2 separate regions of the Anas platyrhynchos genome follow, and region 2 is linked to region 1. Evidence: chromatin contacts called from public Hi-C data. All regions are on one chromosome and are shown on one strand. The core of a region is the stretch at or near the end of the contact, and the rest is flanking DNA. Distances in the headings are between cores, read along the strand shown.

Region 1 (3,063 bases), core at 62-2,561:
CCGGTTGCGCAGGCTGAGGCTCTCCTTGATGGACGGGCTGTCGGGGAGCAGCACCTCGGCGTGGTGCGGGCCCTCCACCACCCCCACGTAGGGCCGGCCGCCCCTCTCCCGCTCCTTGGCGTCCTCCTCGAAGAGCACCTGGCCGCTCAGCTTGCTGAAGACGATGGTGTTCATGGTGGGGGGGGGGCTGGGGGCCGCCGCCGGCTCCGAGGTGCGGGGGCTCGCTGTGCGCTGCGGGCAGGCGGCGGCGGTCACCGGGCAGCAGCGACCGAGCGCCGACAGCAGCCCGCCGGGGGGGCAGCGCCGAGGCACCGGCAGCCGCCTGCCCACCCCCGGGGGGCTGCCCGCAAACCCTGCCCGCCCCCAAGCCCCCCCCGAAACCCCCAAAACCCCCGGCCCGCTCCCCCTCGCACCTCGCCGCCAGCCTCCGCCGCGCTCCTCGCTCCGTGTCGCAATAGTTGGGAGCGCGGCTTCTCTGTTGGGTTTGGTGCTTTCCTCCCTCTCTCTCTCTCTCTCTCTCCCTCCTTTTTTTTTTTTTTTTTTTTTTTTTTCCCTTTCCCTTCCCCTCCCCTCCCCCGGAATGATTTTCTCCTTCCCCCCTCCCCAAACGGGGAGGGAAACAAATTGTTTTTAACGACCACCAAATGCGCAGAGCCGGCGCCCGGAGGCGCAGCCGCCGCGCAGAGCCACTCACATCGCCGGGACCGCCGCTCCCCTCCCGAGGGGGGAGGTTTTTTTTGGGGGGGGGGACACCGCCGGCCAGGGCACCCCGAAAGCCCCGGGAAGGGCACGGACCCCACCGTCGGGGGGCAGTGCGATGCGGGGCGCTGGGAGCCCGGGGGGGCGGCGGAGGACACGGGGGGGTCCCGCTACCCACAGCGGGGACCCCGTCGGGGCACAGCGGACGCGGCGGAGGGCGCAGCCCCGCGCCGCTCATTAACGCCGGTATTTAATGAGACCGCACCAGGAAACATCCCCCCCAGCTCCTCTTTCCCCCCTCCTTTTGTCCCCCCCCCGCCTTACAAGGCTTACAGCCCGAGCCGGGCGGCGCCCCGCTCCCTGTAGCATCCTCGGCGCGCCCCCGCCGGGAGGCGATGCTGGCCCTGCGTGCGCCCCCGGCCCGCTCCCACGGGTGTGCTACGGCCCCCCCGCTCCTCCCCACGCCCCCCACATCCCCCGTACCCCCCGCCGGCTTTAACGTGTCGGTTCCCGTGCGCAGAAACCCGAAAAAGCTGTCCCCGGGCAACGCTCCCGAGGATGCCATTCAGAGGCTGCCGATGCCGGGCACCGGCTTTCGGGAGGGAGCGTGACGTCACGGCCGCATGACGTCACGGCCATGACGTCACGCAGCCCCGCGTGTCTTGGAAGGGATCCTCCGAGGAAAGGGGCAGCCCGGCACGGGGGTCGCCGGCCCCGACCCCACAGCCTTTCACCGAGAGGGAAGCTGGGAGAGGCGACGTGCTGGGGACGCCCCGTCGAAAAATCACCCGGCTGCCGGGCCCCCAGCCAGGAGAAGGGATGAGAACAGGGTGGCAGGGACCACAGGAGCACACGGGGCTTTAGGGCAAAGCCCCCCCTGCAGTGGGTGCCCTGGTCGGAGTGCTTGGGAACAGCCTTTGGGGGACAAACAGGGACACAGGGACGTGAGTGCCTCCTGGTCTGTGCTGAAGTGCCTAGCTGCTTGCTGCAAACCACACCGTTCTGGTTATTACTGTGCCTGGCTGAACCGTTTCTGACCTGGGAAGGTTTGTTATAATTACATTACAGTGAGAGGACTGAGAAACTGAGAGGCTTCATCGACACCGAGCTCCCGAGAGCTCCGGCCAGCGAAATGGGAAGGTGATCTCAGCCACCTGCAGCCCCACGCCAGTCCTTGGCCCGTTATCTTCCCTTTCGTCCCTCCTCCTGCCTGCCTGCCGTGGCAGGAGGGATGCCCACTGCCTGTGTGGTGACTTGGGAAGAAGAAGGAGGGGAGAACCTCGGCGGCAAGATGCTCCTTTCCACTTCCCTCTGGACACCTTTGGGTGTAGACACCTGTCCTGCAGGAAAAAAACCCACAGCCGCCTCCCCACGCATACAGCGGGTGAGCTGGGTCTGCCTGCAGCAAGCCCCATCGGGCTGGGGGCAGCACGGACAGCAGCACCCCTTTACTCTAATTCTCCCCAGTGCCAAGGCAGCAAAGGGGTCTCCTACGTGGGAACTGTTCAGTTAAAGAAATTCCCTCCGGTGTGTGCCCTGCTGGAGCTCCCACGCTGAGCGGAGGTGCAGGGCACCTGGCTGTCCTCGAGGAGCAGGCAGCCAGGGCAGCAGGTTGCTGAGGGCCTGGCACGTCCCCACCCGCACCCAGAATAAATCGCAGCAGCAGCAAGAGCCGAGGGCAGGAATCAGCATTTGGAAAGCGGCTCTGGAAAAAACCAAAAGCCTGCGCGGGGCAGGCGCTGCCAAGCGCGGCGAGGCAGCAGCAGGAGCAGTTGGCACCGCGGCGCCTTACAAGCCTCTAAAGCAGCGAGATCTCCCAAATCATCACATGTAAATCTCACACGCGCCCGCCCCCTCCATATTTTATTACTTAGATCACAGTTGAAAAGCTTAAATGAAAACAGGGTTTCTATTTCCAGAGCTTGTTTAACATCGCGAATGTGATACAAACTGCGGGCTTCATGGTTTTAATTAAGGTTACTTACCCCACCACGCACGGAAAAGTAAGTCAATGGCTGCTGGCCGCATGCTGCAGCCCACAGCCGGCTCCCCGAGGACTGATGGGAGCACCAGGGGTCCCCCATACCCCAAAGTGGGGCCAGGTTTAGGGGCCAGGGGGCTCTGGGGCACCTGCCAGGGTTGGGGTGCGAGGAGCTCCGTGCTCCTCTGGTAAAGCCAGCCCCTGTGCCCAGCCTGAGGCAGGCAGCAGGCTGGGCTGGCACGCCAGAAAGCGGCAGCGAGGCGCCTTTCCAAGGGATATCGTGCAGAAAGAGCCTACAAGTGGTGCTCTGGGGTCTGAGCTGTCTCATGGAGAAGCCAGGAAAAAAATCAACGGCGCTGTCAGGCTGAGAGGAGGGTTTGCTC
Region 2 (2,977 bases), core at 376-2,875, 73 kb after region 1:
AACTTTTTTTATTTGTCTACAAATATGTGTCATAGCAAGCTCATTAAGCTGCTTTTTAATGATGGCACATACTATCTGAAGACTCATGTATGCAAAAAATGACACTTTGGGAAAAAATATACTTACCAATCTCTTGATTCCTCCATGAAGCCTTACTGTCCTTCGTGCTCGTTTAAATCTAGCAACATTAGCAATTGTTTCAGCTGCCAAACATTTTAGTTCTTTATCCGGCGAGTCCAATATTTTCACCATGATCTCTAAGCCCCCAAGATCTGCAATTGCATGTCTGATCAATGTATTTTGACTAATTTCCTTCAGGATTTTTAATGAACCAATCTAAATAATGGAAGATAACAGACATTAAACATTATTTAAGAGTACATAAGCAGAAAAATCTATAAAATGAAGGGTTACACAGAACATTTTAACTTTTAAATCAAATCAGAAGAAAGCAATTGAAAATCATTGAAACTGATTTTCATCTAATAAGTCCTTGCAATTGAGAAAATACAGAAAAAAAAAAAGAAAAAAAAAACAGTTTTCTTCATCCTATATAACCATTAAAATTGAAAACATATGCTAATAGAAAAGGTATATTCACAGCTCTTTTCAACAAAGCTTCTTACCTGGCATTTAATTTCTTCTGTATCAAGTAAATTAATTAACACTTCAAGACACCCAATGTCTCTGATGGCCAGCTGGCATGTTTCTTGAGCCAGATTGAAATCTCTCATTGAACACAATGCAATTACTGTAGCTGTTGGATTACCTCCCTAAAAAAAAGCAAATATTTAACATATATAAAGTGCATTTAATATAAAACCTAATCTTTTCTACTACTAGTAGTAAAACTTATACTAAAGGAGAAACTTGTTAGATTATTTTTTATTCTATATTGTCAAATGACATAGACATAATAAGAAATGGAATTATTAATAAAGTCTGCAAATGACATATAGATCAAGGTGAGAATGAATAGCACAGATGATTTATGACTAATACTGCCTGCTGTGAATGGACAAGTAAATTAGATAGTCACGTATTAGAAGTTTTGGTATGAGCACATATCAAAAGAACACACGGTGAAGATACAGACATTTCAGAGAAGCTATCTGCATTCTTTGCATTGGTGTTTACTATAGAAGAAATCAAAGAGACTCCAAACTGGAATCATTCCTCGTGGAGGACATTTCAGAAGATTTGCCTGAAACTGAAGTTACTGTTGAAAAAGTTATTAAAGAAATCCTGACATAGTAAACAATAAAAAAAAATGCCACTACTAGAGAGCATTCAATTGAGTTATAAAGAAAACTGAGGGTAAAATAGTTGATCGAGTACAAATGGTACATATCCGGTCACTTGAAACTACCTGATCACCGAAGTACCAGGAAACAACAAATGTTTTTTAAAAGAGTTCAGTAGTTATCCAAGGACTGTTAGCCAAATATCTGTACTGGAAAAAAGAGTAGACTGTAATAATGAACAGAATTAAAAGACATCTGCCTAAATATGACATTCTTGGTACAGTATGATATATTTAAGAGTCAGCATAGATCTGTTAAAAGAAGTCCTGCCTTACAAAACTTGCAAAGTTTGTGGCAATGCCAGTCTAGCTGATAAGTTTAACTAGTTGATATGTCTACATAAATCTTTAGACAAACCCCTGATAGCTTTCATAGAAACTAGGCCACTATATTATACGACTGAAGGTCATTGCATAGATTAAAAAGAATGACTAAAGGATAGGAAACTGGGAATAAGAGTAAATGGTCAGTTCAATGAAGAGGACTGATTTAGTGGAGTTCCATGGATATGTGTTGAAGTTGTGAAATTTGACATACTCATAAACACTCTGGAAAACAAAAGGACTAGTTACACAACAAAGTTTGCTGATGATACTATGCTACTACTTAAACCAAGCCATTTAGGTCCAGTTGTGACAAACTGCTAAAGAATCTACTAAGGCTAAGATGGCAATAAAATAGCAAATGAGAAAATGAGAACTGATGCACATCAGAAAAACAAAACAAAACAACAAAAAACAATCCTAAATCAACAGATGAAATGATGAGTTTTCAAACAACCATTCAAAATTAGATGTTATATCTTGTGATTATGTGAGATGACAATCAAAAACCAAACAGAATATTAGGACTTGGGAAAAAAAAAATGTGAACAGAGAATGTCACTATAACACTGTTTAAACCCATGCTACACATGCACCTTAAAAACTTTTTTTCATTTCTGCAGCCTCAATTTCAAGATTACTGTAGCATCGGAAATATTTCAGAGAAAACAGCAAAGATAATGCAAGGTTTTTTCAGTCTAGAAGGATAAGCGAAGGGATATGATAAGAGGCCTGCAATGTTAGGAATGGCATTGAGCAGGATAAATAGGAACTAAATGTTAAATGTCTCTTTAAATACAGATATAAACTCTTTTAATAATGGGAAGTTAAAAAAAAAAAAAAGGTGTAGGTTCATGAAAAAAAAAGTAATAAAATAAAATGGTTCCAAGTGGAACTAGCTGTGAAAGGATTCTATGAAAGCTGAAAGTTTTTATGAGTTTAAGAAGAGACTCAATGAGTTCATGAAAAGTAATCCACTGAAGGTCAGTAAAACCATAAATATCTCACTCAGTTTCCAATTCCCTGAGCTAAAAATGGGTAGGGGTTGGAGGAGTGTTATACTCATGTTTGCCCTGTTCCTACTCTACCCTGTGCATTCATTTATTGGTCTGGGTTTCTTCTTCCTTGGTAGAATACAAGCAGAGCTTCACACTACTACACGTTATGCAGTGAAGTTTCCCACATTTATGGAAATCAGAGGTTAGGCTATCTAGAGTGCATGAGAAGAGCTTTAACCACAGAAAACTTCCATTGTGATTATCCTGTCTCCCTTCCTGTTGCAGTCAGGATATTGGGCCACTCTGACTTACCATCTGCCCCAAACCAGTCTCTTTCACGTCCAAATTCAAG

What was found. A called contact is a pair of places that touch in the nucleus more often than the background predicts.
Region 2: a Hi-C map of small yellow follicle shows a contact between it and region 1, with 2.3 times the contacts expected there. The contact joins the enhancer-like site here to the promoter of MKX in region 1. A contact is called at or near these places in 2 of 8 Hi-C or Micro-C datasets (F5 follicle and small yellow follicle).

The regions. Positions count from the first base shown.
Region 1 is chr2:142,847,633-142,850,695 of IASCAAS_PekinDuck_T2T, forward strand. MKX (mohawk homeobox) reads right to left here and starts at 1,312. Exons shown (of 7, transcript XM_038175083.2): 1 at 1,183-1,312; 2 at 1-231. The coding sequence starts at 174.
Region 2 is chr2:142,919,941-142,922,917 of IASCAAS_PekinDuck_T2T, forward strand. ODAD2 (outer dynein arm docking complex subunit 2) reads right to left here. Exons shown (of 21, transcript XM_072033726.1): 11 at 627-773; 12 at 127-336. Among named protein-coding and RNA genes, the nearest start is that of ODAD2, 33 kb to the right of the region's middle. Within about 2 kb of position 1,626, at least 2 of the 8 cell types and tissues checked have an H3K27ac peak or open chromatin away from gene starts, as enhancers often do. A contact at or near this core is called in F5 follicle and small yellow follicle, where this site is marked.